Regions from separate parts of the Oryctolagus cuniculus genome. Here region 2 is linked to region 1. The links are chromatin contacts, called in public Hi-C maps. All regions are on one chromosome and are shown on one strand. The core of a region is the stretch at or near the end of the contact, and the rest is flanking DNA. Distances in the headings are between cores, read along the strand shown.

The links. A called contact is a pair of places that touch in the nucleus more often than the background predicts.
Region 2: a contact with region 1 is called in a Hi-C map of an unstated tissue, with 3 times the contacts expected there. The contact joins two enhancer-like sites. A contact is called at or near these places in 2 of 6 Hi-C or Micro-C datasets (ear pinna and an unstated tissue).

What each region holds. Positions count from the first base shown.
Region 1 is chr2:32,097,945-32,104,721 of mOryCun1.1, forward strand. The region is part of intron 12 of TBC1D1 (TBC1 domain family member 1); the gene reads left to right. Among named protein-coding and RNA genes, the nearest start is that of TBC1D1, 150 kb to the left of the region's middle. Within about 2 kb of position 3,862, at least 3 of the 8 cell types and tissues checked have an H3K27ac peak or open chromatin away from gene starts, as enhancers often do. A contact at or near this core is called in ear pinna, where this site is marked.
Region 2 is chr2:32,334,302-32,342,170 of mOryCun1.1, forward strand. No RefSeq gene overlaps it. Among named protein-coding and RNA genes, the nearest start is that of KLF3, 330 kb to the right of the region's middle. Within about 2 kb of position 2,275, at least 7 of the 8 cell types and tissues checked have an H3K27ac peak or open chromatin away from gene starts, as enhancers often do. A contact at or near this core is called in ear pinna, where this site is marked.

The DNA.
Region 1 (6,777 bases), core at 2,612-5,111:
ACCTACAAGTGTGCTTTCAAGAAGTCTTTAAGTAATGCTTCTAGCCTCTGTTTCATGTGCGCCAAACGACTGGTTATTTCCGTTTGTATTCCAGCAGTGCAGACTTAGTGAAACAGAGCATCCCAGAGCCTTTTTTTGAAGGGGGAAAACGCGTCCTATTAAAACACCCCCTCACCCCGTCACTGAAACCCGAGGCGCTGGCCTAGCAGCAGTGGTGCTGGGGACGGGAAAGAGGCTTTCCTGCCCTCTGGGGCTGTCCTGTTACGGCTGGGCTGGAACCTGCAGGAAGGGTGTTGGGAGAGCAGTGTGGCTCCAGCCGTGGCCCAGAGGGAAATACAAAGGCAGGAGAGATCAGATGCGGCACGTGACTCACTCACGAATCTGTGACTCTCTGTACAAACGTCCTGTGAAGCAGTCAAGTTGTAGCAGTTAGAATTTGGCATTTTGGATACTTAACCCAAAGTAGGTAGGTCGTTCACTCATATCTAGAAATTTACTGTGTCTGGTAGGACCAGGGGAGACATTCCCAAGGCCCGGACTGGCTGTGTTTGTGAATTCAGCAGTAGCCAATGTGTCTCTTGTGAGAACTCCGTCTTTGAGTTAGCAGAGTCTAAGGGGCCTGTGTTTAATTTGAAACCTCAGAGGGAAGGTCTCTGCTTCTTGGATGGCAGGTCAAGCATAGCACAGGCACTGCATTGGGGGCGAACTCTGTAATAAAAAGGGAACCACCAATTTGTACTCAGCGAGGCCAGCATCGTGGCACACTGGGTTAAGGACGCCCGCATCCCATTTCTGAGAAGGCCTGGCGTCAAGTCCTGACCCAGCTTCCTGCCGATGCACCTGGGAGGCAGGACGTGGTGGCTCAAGTACTTGGGTCCCTGCCACGAACACGGGAGACCCAGATGAAGTTCCTGGCTCCAGGCTTCAGTTGGCCTGCCCCAGCCCTGGCTGCTGCAGGCATTTGGGGAGTGAACCGATGGACAGATAAATAAGTCTCACTTTTTTTTTTTTTTTTTTAATAAAGGAACGTAGATAGGTCACGAAATGCAGCACTCAAAGCTGCATAGTTTAAACTTAAGACAAAAGGCTTCTGCGATGCTTTGAGTTCATGGTGGCCCCTCAGGGCTGTGTGTTCCCGCCCGAAGTGCTGTGGGTCCTTGGGGTGCACCATCTGTGCAGTGCTGAGCCTGTGAGGGGGAGCGGCTCAGCAGGAGGCTATGGAGGCCTCCGAGCTGGGCGTGTGCAAAGCTCCGTTTGTCGGGCATCGCTGGCAGCCGGCATGTTTGCTCCCAGCACGGAGGATAAGGGTGCCAGAGTCTGTGCTTGCTGAGCCTGGCTGGGGGTCCCCACTCCAGGGCTGCACAGAAGGGGGCCAGGCAGATGCAGCACTCTCGTCCCTGCTACGCAGACGGGAGCCCACCTGTGGACTCAGGGGCTCGGAGTCCAGAGTCCTCCGCGGATGTGTGAAGAGGCGGAGTCTGACCCAGCAGCTCTGGGGGGGTCCTGAGCTGCTCTGTTTCTCCCAGGCTCCCCAGCAGTGCTGGCTGCCAGTCTGCCTGTGGTAGCGAGCACGAGGGATAAGCAGCCGTGGTCAGTCGGCGCAGATCTTCAAGTCCTGGCCCAGGCCCCTCTCTTTCCACGAGACTGTCTGGGTTCCACGGAGGGACTCGGGGTCTCCCAAGTGTCTGAAGCCTCGGAGGACTCTGGGTCAGCACTGGCATTTTTGGAGAGGAGCTGTGCCGTCTGGAGGGGCAAAGAGCCCACGCGATGGGGAAAGGCAGTGATGGAAACCCCGGGCGGCGGGGGGATGGGGATTTGGTGATATGCCCCGAAACCAGAAGGGACGCTTTGCCTCTTTGCCGCCGTGGTCTGTGCCAGGGCAGGCCCAGGGCACTGAGAGCCTGCAGGTGCTCAGCCGTGGGCTCTCCCCCAGACATCAGGCCTGCAAAGCATGCTGAGGACCTGCTCTGGAGGAGGTATTTGGTAGTGCACGTACTGCACAGCCTTTTCTCTTACAGCTTCATACAAAAGAGCAGTCGTGGTTGTTAGGAAAGTCTAGTAGGCAACTCCCAAGTCTGGAATGTGGAATGGAGGCGAATCCTTTTATTTACCCCCTGTGTGCTGGGGAGCTGTTTTAGTCTTGGTCTCATACACTTCATTTAAGCATTTCGGATTACGTTGTAATTTCACCAACAAAAGATGCTTTCAGACTTTACATGTCTCATTTAAAAGAAAAATCCAAGCCTATTTTAACCTAGATAAGAATGAGTTATTGATTCGAAACCCATCATATAAGCAAATCGTCCCGTGAAAGGTCCACATAGAGAGCGGCCGTGTGAATATGCCTCACTACAGCAGCGTGCAGTCTGGGGGGTTGGATATCAGATGTAAATTTAGATGTAAGCGGGAACTCGGAAGCTTTACGATGACTATTTTATATCACTGTGAAAGATGCAGAAACGTTTAGGACTATGATTTATGTGTGTTGTCCATAGCCACACTCATAGGGTTGATGTGGCACTGGGACATGGTACTAGGAGTATATGAGCGTGATGGCCACACGCAGAAGTCCCCTGGGAACTGTGAGCCTCACAGCGACCTCTGGTCTGGCCTTTCTGATTCCCAGGGTTCACTGTGCACCAAAGTCATCTTTTTATTTTTATTTGAAAATTTTATTTATTTTCATTTTATTAGAGAAAGAAATCTTACATCCATTTACTGGTGCACTCCCCACATGCCCACAACAACTCAGGCTGGGTCAGGCCCGAAGCCAGGACCTGAGAGCTCCAACTGGGTCTCCCACGCGGATGTCACGGGCCCAGCCACTGAAGCCGTCCCCCGCGTTGCCTCCCAGGGCGTGCATTAGCAGGAAGCTGGAATCAGAAATGGAGAAGCTGAGACTCAAATCAAACACTCCAGGACCTTTAATCACTGCATCAAAAGCCCACTCCAAAGTCTTCTTTGTTTTTAAAGATTATTTATTTATTTGAAAGGCAGAGTTACAGAGAGACTCAGGCAGAGAGAGAGAGAGAGAGAGAGGTCCTCCATCAGCTGGTTCATTCTTCAAATGGCTGCTATGGCCGGAGCTGGACCGATCTGAAGCCAGGAGGGACTCTGGAGCTTCTGCAGGTCTCCCACACGGGTGCAGGGGCCCAAGGACCTGGGCCATCTTCTATTGCTTTCCCAGGCCACAGCAGAGAGCTGGATCGGAAGTGGAGCATGTGGGACTAGAACCGGCACCCATGTGGGATGCCAGCATGACAGACGGAGGATTAATCTACTGTGCCGTAGCGCCGTTCCCAAGGTCACTTTTTTAAAAAAATTCAAGCTGGGTTTGCCCTGCTGCACAGCTGTCCACCTTACTTTACATGTCTTGCATCAATTGTGCATCTGTCATTTCCATGTCAGCTGGTATGGAGCTGGAGCCTGGGCATGAGTCCCTGTTTACTTTTTATTCCCAAAGGTTTCTGAGTGCTGCCACCTTGGGACTGGTGGGCCCCTCACAGACTGACTTGAGCAGGCATCACCACTTGGTGGCAGTGTTGCTCCCCGTTGGCTGAAAAAGGCCCTGGTTTCTTTCCAATCCCAGAAAAGTGTGTCTGCTTGCTTCCCCCCCAGCCCCGCCTGTTTTTGTTTGGGATCTTGTTGTGGCATTTATATTCCTTGCTCATTCGCAGCTTGTTTGAGTGGAGAGCTCCTTTCTGAAGTTGAGATGTTGCTTTTTCAACAGGGTTTTAGGGCACAGGCAAAACAAGAAAGAACAGAAGTTATCGCAATTGCCAGAGCCCCGCAACTGTCTTACGGTCGTCCTTGACTTACTTTCTGGGTAAGCACGCTCCTGTGTGCTGGGTAAAGGCCAGGTTCAAGATAAAAATCATACAAGCCAAGAAGCCGATTGTTCGTGATTTTTCTGTCATTAAAGCTACTAGATTCTCTTTGCTGCATTGTGCTCCCTGTCATGGCCTTTCAGGAGCCAGGGAACTCACAAGGGACACAGGGTGTCACCTTGCCTCGCTGTTTTTCTGCCTGTTAACAATTGCAAGTTAGCATTGAGAGAGCATTCCTCCTGAATCGCTGGCTCTACACAGCCAGCCCTGAACCGTGTGTTGGTGCAGGGGTGCAGGGGGAGCTGGAACTGCGGGGTGTGGGCGACACAGACAAGTCCCCACCGCCTCTGCAGCTGCCTGGAGGCACTGGGCTCTGAGCCTGGGTTTCACTCCCTATCCTCCTGCTGTGGTGTCGAGAGATGCTGACAGCACCGCGGTCCATGGCCCAGTGCCCAGGGATAAAGTCCCAAGTGGAGGAGCTTGATTTGTCACCTTTGAACTTTAATCTGTAGGCGCCAGGAAGCCATGGAAGTTTTTAAAGCAAAGGAATGGCAACGCATTTGAAACTGCTTTCAGCAGGAGAGAATCTGTCAGTCCGTGTGAATGTGAAGCAGCCACGGAATCAGGGCTGGGACGAGCGTGAGGCCAGCAGGTGCCCTGGGAGCAGACTTGGAGGCCCGGCCTGGCCCTGCACTGACCCTGTAGGACCCCGGGAGCAGGTTCCTGAAGGATGGCACCCTGGGCCCCCCTCATACACTGGGCACCTTGCAGCCTGCTTAGGGACCGGACGGCCCTGGAGGGGGTGCTTGCTGGGCTCCGAGGAGGGAGGGAGTCCTAGGCAGGAAGACTTGTGATGGTTAAAAAAAAATAACTGCTCTGAGATACCGTGCATATGGGATTTGATGTTAACGTAGACTTCGGTGTGTAGCGGTCAGCGCGGTCGAGTTTGATGTGTGTGAGCCCCTGGAAGGGAACCTCGAGCACTGCCCGCCTTCCCCCCAGTCTTGGCTGACTGCTAAGCCGCTTCCTGTCTCTCTAGTTTGCCTGTGCTGGCCGTTTCGTGGGAACGCAGTGGGACAGTATGTGGTCTCCTGTGTCTGGCGCCTGGCATTCTGTGTGCTCACGACATCCGTTGTGCTGCCTTGCGACGTGCAGCAGGGCCTGCCTCTTCTTGGTGGCGGTGAATACCCCACCGTCTAGACGTGTCACCAGCTGCTTACAAGCCGGTGGAGGTTTGCTCTGTTTCCACTGTTTGAGGAGTGATGCTGTTGATGTACAAGTCTAAGACCAGCTGTGTAGACGTGTCCTGACGGGGGCCCGCCTTCTCTCTCTGGCCGGCTGGCGTGGTAAGGCCGGTGGGAGGGGAGGGGTTTGCTCCCAGCCCACAGCCTCTTCGGCTCCAGGCTGATAGGAGGGCGCATGGCACCCTGGTGCTCCCCTCCCAAATGTGTGGGAAATCAGGTCTCCCCGGGGCTTATCAGCGCTGCCTCTTCCCTGGGAGGCAGCCAGAAGGCCACAGGTTAGTAGCATTCACAGGGGGCTACTTTTCTTTGAGCCATTCTCAAACTGAATGTGTCCCGGGACCCCATGGAGGATGCGCAGAAACCTCAAAGGGTGGACCTCACCCCCAGGCATCCGGTTCTGCAGATGGGTGTTCTTGGGTGGATTCCAAGCGTCTGCTCTCAGCTCTGGTCAACAGGTCCCGAGTGGGTGAAAGAAAAATGGCCATAGATTGGAAATGGCACCAATGCCATTCAGTATAGTATGGGGAGTATTAGCAAGAGCAGTTAGAGAGAAGAAGGGTGTCGACATTGGATGACGTGATATTGTACTTGGAAAAACCTAAACACTCCAACAGAAAGCTGTGAGAGCTGATGAACCAATTCAGTAAAGTTATGGGATACAAAACCACCACATCAAAAATAGCATTTTTATACACCAATAATGATGTCGCTGAAAGAGAAATCATGAAATAAATCCCATTCACAATAGCTACTCAAGAAATGAAATATTTAAGAATAAATGTAACCAAGCAAACGAAAGATCTCTGTGATGAAAATTATAAAACATTAATGAAAGAAATTATCAAGGACACAAAAAAGTAGAAAAGTACTCCTTGTTTGTGGATTGGAAGAATTAATATTAAAAAGTATATACTACCTAAAGCAATCCATAGATTCAGTGCAATACCGATGAAAATACCAGTGACATTCTTTATAGAATTAGAAAAAAAGAATCCTAAAATTCAAACAGAATCACAAAAGACCCAGAATAGCCAAAACAATCCTCTGTGTGCGTGTGTATAGTCAAGCTGGAGGCATCACAATACCTGATTTCAAAGCAACCTACAAAGCTGTGGCAATTAAAACAGCATAATACTGGCATAAAAGCCGGCACACAGATCAGTGAAACAGAATAGGGAGCCTAGAATTTAGTCCACGTATTTACAGCCAACTGGCTTTTGACAGTGTGTGCGAAGAACAGACATTGAAGAAAGGACAGTCTTTTTCAATAATTGGTGCAGATAAAACTGGACATATATATGAATAAATTAGATCCCTCCCTCACCATATACAAAACACAACTCAAGATGGATCAAAGACCTAAATGTTAAGACCTGAAACTATGAAATTTCTAAAAGAAAACATAGGGGAAACATTTCAATACATTGTAGTAGACAGCAACTTCTTATATAAGACCCCAAAATGCAGGCAATAAAACAAAACTATACATACGGGATTATACCAAACTCAGAAGCTTCTGCACAGCAAAGGGAACAATCATTTGAATGAAGAGACGTCCAGCAGAATAGAGAAAATATTTGCAAGCTACTTAACTGACAAAGGATTAATATCCAGAATATATTGGCAGCTCAAGCTCAACAACAGAAAAACAACCAATCCAGTTAAGAAGTGGACAGAGGACCAGAAGGGGCGGTTCTCAAAAGAAG
Region 2 (7,869 bases), core at 1,025-3,524, 230 kb after region 1:
CACAGACAGTATCTAAGGCAGGGGGTCTCACCCTGCCGCCCACTTCCCGCTGTGTCCCCAAGCACCATGACACCTGTGCAGCCTCTGGGTAGCTTTGTTCTCAATGGTGGAGTGAGCATGTGAGGCCAGCACTTCTGGAGGTGTGGAGGGCACTTGTGGGTCTGAAAACAGATGGTCTGGGTTGACTTTGTGTGCTCCTAAGAAAGACAGGTTGGGGTCATAAGCTCTGGTACCACGGAATGTGATGGGATTTGCAGAGAGGGGCGGCCCAGAGATAACCCAGTCGAAGTGAGATGGCCGGCGTGGGCCTTCTCCAAGCAACACTGCTGTCCTTACGGTAAAAGGTGGGGAGACATCAGGAGGCTGGGGACAGATCTGTCCCTCACAGCCTCAGAGGAAGCCACCGAGGCAGACACCTGGTCTGATTTCTGGCGTCCGCAACTGTGACAACATAAATTCCTGCTATCTGGGCCGCGTGGGTCATGGTGCTTTGTCATGGCAGCGCTCACAATCCCTGCACCCGACAGTGAGTGAGTCTGTGCCAGCCGCCAGCTCCCACCCCAGGACCTGCCATGCCCACAGCACCGGAGAGCAGAGGGCCCTGACTCTGATTTCAGTTCCTCCTGGGAGGAACCACTGTCAGAAACCCCTCACTGGGGCCTGCCTGCCTGCTCTGCTCTGTTTCTGTTTGAGTCTAGACAGTTCTTCCCCCAGGAAACAGCTGAGAATCCAGGCTTGACTGATGGCAGCCATGTCTGGTTCAGTTCAGTGAGGGGCCCAGGTTCATGGCACAAACCTATCCCACTGTGGCTTCCATTGCTTGAGCTCTTGGGTTCTCAGTCTCAGCTGAGCCGTATGCAGATTGATGACTACAACCCCAGGGGTCCAAGGCAAGAGGGGGATGGTTTACAAAAACCCACTCCCTACTCCAGTAGTCCAATTCAAAATGCATTAAATCCACTCTCTCGTATTTGTATTGAGTGCACATTTGTACTGATTTGTATTTTCATAAACGTCGATAGGATGAAAGGAATAAGAATGATCTACAAAGGAGAGGAGGGAGTCGAGAAGTCAGATGAAAAGAAAGAGGTGATAAGCAAAACTTTCCAGATATACTGTGATGTAGAATTCTGACTTTTAAATCACGTAAGTGAAGTATTCCTTAAAAACAAAATTTTAATTTAAAACATTATCTATTGAAAAGGGCCCCCAGAGTCCTACTTTTGCAAAAGAAACACACCCTATGTAATTTGTGAAAAGTTATTTTAAATGCTCATGCTACCCTGTGTTTAAAATGGGGACAGCTTGCTTAGCATGAATGCAAGCCTGTAGAACCTGTTGGCCATAGAGCCTTGATAGGCTGCTGGAGGAGCCCTCGGCAGACGTGGATCTTTCAGTCTCGGCTTCCCAGGGAACTGGCTGAGCGGCCTCGCTGCTCCTCTCACCCTGACCCCAGCTGAATTCACACAGTTGTTCTGGGGCTCAAATGTAAAATCACTTGGAAAGTCGCAGTATCTTCCCAGATCTGTGTAGGTGGAGGCCCTTCCCAACAATCCACACAGCCTAAAATGGGACTTGTTACCTGAATCTCAAGGATGCTTGAACCGCTGGCCTTGGGCTGGGGTCCCGTGAAGGATGGTGTTGGTCGCCTGGCTTCCTACTCTCCCTCGCAGCCTTTCATCTGGGGGTGGAGGTGACTGAGGCACAACTCCGCTCCTCCAACAAATGAGCTTTAGGAACACAGAAGAACGACTTAAAAATTCACGGATTTTCAATCCTTTCCCTTCTCTACCTTAAAAATGTACAGAAGGCTGGAAGGGGCAAGAGAGGTGGTAGGAGTTTTGAAAGAGATTTCAAGAATAGAAAAGAAAATTGAGAGAAGCAGCGGCAGAATGCGTCCTGCTATGCTGACATGTTTCCCTTTCGATTTTGGTGGTGGTTTTTTGCTTTTCTTTTTTTTTTCTTTTTTCCCTCTTTTTTTTTTTCCTTCCCTAAAAAAATGTCTAGGATTTTGTCTCCTCTGAGCAGAAGCTTGGAAGGAAAACCTGACATCATCTCCAGAACTGTGAGGCTGCTTTGTGCTGCGGTCACTCAAATGCTTCTCTTCAATTCCCTGCAGCCGCCAACCTACCATGTGGCAGGTCTGGAGAGCCAGGGAGGGAGGCCCGGACGAGTGGAGCTGCCGGGGCGGGCGGGCGGCTCCCCGGGGCGAGGGCGAGGGCAGGCGGAGCCCCAGCTCCTCCCAGCCGGCGGAGCGCCTGGCCCCTCCTATTGCCACAGGGGAATAGGAGGAGAGACCTACATTTAAAAAGGCAGGAACCTACCAACTGCAGAGCTCCTAAAATGCAGAGTGAGAATTCCCATGTGTGAGGTCAAACGGAGGCCAAGAATTACCTAATCAGCTCTGAAAACCCCCTCCATAGGGGGTCAGGTCAGGCTGGTAACACCCCAAACCATTAACTAGAGCTACCACCTACCTCCACCAACCTAGCCTCAAGGTTGTTTAATTTTCTTGGTTTTTTGGTGTTTTGCCGGAGACAGTTTTTCTGGTGGCATTTCTGTGACTTCCTGTTTGTGACTGAGCCTTCCTTAGCCTACTTCCTTTTTTGGGGGTTAGATGGCCCTGACTACCATTTCCACCCAGATGCATGGAAAGGGTGTGTGCGTGTGCTGATGGAAACAGTTCGTGTTCTTTTTTATGTTATAAAACACCTTCCTGATACATTCCCGTTCTCTCTTGCTTCCCACAACACCAGGGTGTGCGCGATACCATTATGTCTAAGTTACAGAAAAGGAATAGAGCAAAGCCTGCCTCTGAATCCCTGATTCTGACTTATTCTGTAAGGGAGACTTAAATTGAGCTTATTTGGCAAAGCTCTGTTCCGGGAGAATTTATGTATTGAGTGTTTATTACAGGCTGATCCCGAAGAGTAAAGTCTGAGTTGGCTTGGTCCCTTTGCCAGAGTAGTGGAGGAATTCTTAAGGATGTGTTATTTCGTTTTGAGAGGGAGCTTCAGCAGTCTTTCAACATGGCTGTCCTAGGCCCATGCTGGGGTGTTCTCTGTGCTAGCCCCGGGGGTGCACTTCCAGCATCAGGCAGTAGGAGGAGCATGTGTGCAAGAGGAGGAGAGATCCGGCAGTGCAGGCAGGAAATGCCTGAGACCCACCATGTGTCCTTAGCAGGCCGGGGTTGGAAAAACTATTTTTTTTCCCCCTCTGCCTGAATGCTTAGAACCTATGGCTCCAGGCGTCTCTGCCAACACTTGCACTCACTGACTTGCAGGGTGGGAAAAAACCAGCCTCTGAGAGTTGTAGTCAAAGATTACATATGTCCACTGGATCAGAGGCAGGAAAAGCCTGCACACGCCTGCGGGGGGAGGATGTTGGCGGGGAGAGGGCCATCCGGGGTCTGCGTGTCACATGACCCCTGCCCAGAACAGAATTGTGTGCAGGCCACAGCGAGAGCTGGAATGTGAGCTGCACACAGAGGGAGACGTGTGTCTGATTGTGCACTGTATTTCTGGCTTCTCCAACAGTGCAGGTGGCTGGCTTGGCTCTCCAGGGCCTTTTACATGGGCCTCACATTGCAAGAGCCCACTAACCTCCGCTACGCTCTGACAAGGGCCTTGAAGTTGGGTAGAAAAAAAACATCCTTTGGCATTGTGTGACTCCACACCCAGCGGGACCCCAGGCAGAGGTGTGTGCAGTTCACCCTGGAATAGCTTGGAGTGCCAGTTGGTCACCTTCACTCCAGGCTGGGGCTTTCTCTCACTTCTCCTTTCTAGGATACAAGTTTAGTTCCTTACACATTTTTTATTTATCTTTTGGTGAGCTTCTATCCACTTTCTCACTCCTTAAATGCCTGCAACATCAAGGACTGGGCCAGGCTGAAGCCAGGAGCCAGGAACTCAATCTGGGTCTCCCCGTGGGTGACCAGGGAGCCAGCACTGGAGCCATCACTTGCTGCCTCCCAGGGTGCACATTAGGAAGCTGGAGTCAGAAGCAGGGCTGGGATTTGAACCTAGCACACTGACATGGGGTATGGGTATCCCAAGTGGTTTCTTAACTCTGTACCAGATGCCTGCCCCAAACTGGAGTTTCTGAACCTGGGGAAGAAAAGTTGCAAACCTGCAGCAGCAGATCGCCTCTGAGGGCTGGCTGACTGGCAGGCAACAATTTCCTTCCCAGGAAAAGAGAAGCAGAAGTCAGCAGTCACCTATCTTTTGGGTTCTTAGATATAAGGCAGCAGACTTTCTGATTATGGTTGTTTACAGAAAATCCTGGTCTCGGTTCCAAATACCCATGAGACTTGTATTCTGACACACCTGCTCCCGTGTCTGTGTGTGTGCATGGGTTTTGTTTTTGAGGGTTTTTTTTTTTTTTTTTTGGGAGGGGTGGAGGGAGCAGTTAAAATGTTGACTTCCTAAGGTATTTTTCTAGACCAGAAGAACCCATTAACCAAAGTCAAAGTTTCCTGTAGGAAGTGGGCTTTTAGAATAGCAACTAGGACCCCTGATCCACATCAGAGCATGTAAGTTCAGTTCCTGCCTCCTGCTCCAGACTCCAGCTTCCTGCTAGTGCAAACACTGGCAGGCAGGGGTGGTGGCTCAAGTTACTGTGTTCTTGTCACCCATGTGAGACACCTGGATTTTTTTTTTTTTAAGATTTATTTTATTTTATTTGAAAGAGTTACAGAGAGAGGCAGAGACAGAGAGAGAGGTCTTCCATCTGATGGTTCACTCCCTAGTTGGCCGCGATGGCCGGAGCTGCGCCAATCCGAGCTTCTTCCAGGTCTCCCACGTTGGTGCAGGGGCCCAAGGACTTGGGCCATCTTCCACTGCTATCCCAAGGCCATAGCAGAGAGCTGGATTGGAAGAAGAGCAGCAGGGACTAGAACCGGCACCCATATGGGATGCCGGCACTTCAGGCCAGGGCTTTAACCCGCTGCACCACAGTGCTGGCCCCAAGACACCTGGATTTTGTTCCCAGCTCCTGGCCCTGACCATCATGCACATGTAAGTTAAAAAAGTAATAATTCAAGGAGCCAACATGGAAATGGACAAATAACCCATTAAGAGCAGATGGCATTAATCTTTGCATCTCAGTCCTCATGGGATTTCCCCCAAGGTAAAGGGAACCTATACAAAATTTGTGTTTATCATCATAGAGATACCTATGTATGCCCAATATAAAGTGATATCAATATGCTGAGTTGGTGGGCCGGCACCGTGGCTCACTTGGTTAACCCTCTGCCTGTGGTGCCGGCATCCCATATGGGTGCCGGGTTCTAGTCCTGGTTGCTCCTTTTCCAGTCCAGCTCTCTGCTGTGGCCCGGGAGGACAGTGGAGGATGGCCCAAGTGCTTGGGCCCTGCACCCCACATGGGAGACCAGGAGGAAGCACCTGGCTCCTGGCTTCAGATTGGCACAGCGCCGGCCGTGGTGGACATTTCGGGGGTGAACCAATGGAAAGAAGACCTTTCTCTCTGTCTTTCTCTCTCACTGTCTATAACTCTACCTGTCAAATAAAAAAAATAAAGAAGACCTTTCTCTCTGTCTCTCTCTCTCACTGTCTATAACTCTACCTGTCAAATAAAAAAAAAGTTGGTATAAGGAATTTATATGATCTTCTGCATGTTTCTTACTTTCACAGCCCAAGATCCCATCAGAAAGTTTGCTTTGCCTTTGCAACCACTCTGATTTGAGTAATTAATTTGTTGATTTATCATTGCTTTTGTACTCCTATGTGCTAAACCTGAGAGAATGATCAGGGGCCACCCTCAAACAGCTCAGCTTGAGGAGGGATTCCTCACGCTGCACTCTGTGAGTGTTCACGTATGCAAGTCCCGGGAAGAAGGGCTTGAGAGGGAGGGAGAAGGCTTCACTCTACCTGGATGAGGCGGTAGAAGCAGCTGCAGCAGTCCAGGCAGGAGTCGGTCCTAGCTGTGTGCCTCTGGACAAGATTCCAAATCCATGTGTTTCATCATCTATATAAATGGGAAGAACTGCGGCACTTATGTCCTGGGATTTCTTCTGTGAGAATTTGATTGTAAGCACTCAGCGTGGAGGTGGCGGGGGCGGGGGTGGGGGTGGGGGCGGGGGCAGAGGTGAGGTGGTAGAGAGGCTTTACTGAGAGGACACAGCAGGTAAGGAAGGAAATGGGGACGAGGGAAGAGTGTGCCAGGTGGGTCCCAGTCTTGTTTCAGCAAGTCCTGCAGGTGATTCTGATATACACCGGAGTTCCAGACCCCCTGAGGCATGCTGAGCTTGGGTTGTAAGTCGGGTGCTATGGTTTGGATGGTTTGAGTTTGTCCCTCAGAAGTTCAAGTACTAGCAGCTTGGTCTCCAGTGTAAAGGTGGTGGGTTGGTAAAAGCTTTAAGAGGCGGAGTCTCTAAGGATGTGATTGGGTCATGGGGACTCCGCCCCTGGAGAGATTAACTGTCGTGCCAGGGTGAGCAAGATCTCCTGGGCCTGGATTATTTCCCAGTAGAGCAGGTTGTTACAAGAGGCCACCTCAAGGCTGACCCCTTCTGCACATGCCCAGTTCCTGTCCCACTTTTCTGTCCTGTGTGGTGTAGCCAGTGCCAGGCTGTTGGGACTCTCCAGCCACCAGAATTGCAAGACAGACAAACGCCTTACTTTATACATCACCCAGCCTCAGCTGTGTTGTTATGGCCACACAAAACAGACATAAGGGCATCAGGGATCACACACTTGGCTTGGCATTTGTGCCTGTCTCCAGGGCAGAGGGGTGGGAGGGAGAAAGGAAGATTAAGAGTTACTGGGTCCAGGTGAGAGAGGGTGGGGGGCTTCAGCTCAAACCTTGGTGGTAGGAATATGAAGGGCAAAAGTGTGTGATGTGGCGGAGTGGGGAGACCAAGGTAGGGGGCGGGGGCCACCTGGAAGACATGACAGAGGTAGAACTGCAGAGTCTTCCCAATTAGACTGGGGGGTGGGTGCAGGAAGAGACATGAGGGAGCCCAGAGATAGTGAACACAGGGCTTTTCAGGCAGTGACTAGTGCCTCTGCGGTCTGCTGGGACAGTTCATCTGGCCCCTCCCTTGGCCTCCTCCGGGTCACCAAGGTGACTGACAGCACAGCCTGGCATTGGCATCCACGCAGGAGGTCTGGTTCCCCTCAGGAATGCACTGCTCCCCAGGGTGCCCTGGGCTCAGGAACCACACCCTCCACCTCCCCTGGTCCCCCCAGCCCAGGGAGTCATTCCACCCCTCCGGCTGCTGCCACATCGGCTGCTGAGTCACTCTCCCAGAACAGCTGGTGGCCAATGTACTTTTCTCTCCACGGTCTGGGAGCACTTCCAGGACGGGCCCCATCCCCCCAAGAAAACATTCTGACCTACCCTTCAGCGCAAGCTCTCCTAGTCCAGCGGCCACCCACTTCTGCCGCAGCCGGGGGCCCTGCTCTGTCTCTGACTTCTTTATTCCCTTGCTGTTGCCACATCTAAAGGAGGAATTCTGTAAGAGGGAAGTGTTGGTGGCTCCCCTGCAGCAGTGTTTCTCCAAGTGTCATCTGTGACCCACCTCCGGCCTCCAAGTCCCCTGCTGCTTTGGGGCTGGGTTTAGGGCTAGAGAGCAGGAACCCACAGTTTTAGTGAGCATCTCCAAGTGACTCTTGAATGACCTGCTGAACAGCAGCAGTGATGGCACTAGAATTGCCTTTTGTGATGTTCCTGGACCCATTCTGTGGCTGATGTGGCTTCCCCAGTGCCATGGGCCTTCCTGGCTGCCGTGGTTGAAGTCAGGGCGTCCCTTTCCTAAGTCCACCAGCTCAGTTCTTGAGGCATTGCGGGGTGCAGGGAGAGGAGTGAGGGGAGAATGCAAATTAAGTGCCTATGTGTAAAAGGAGCCCG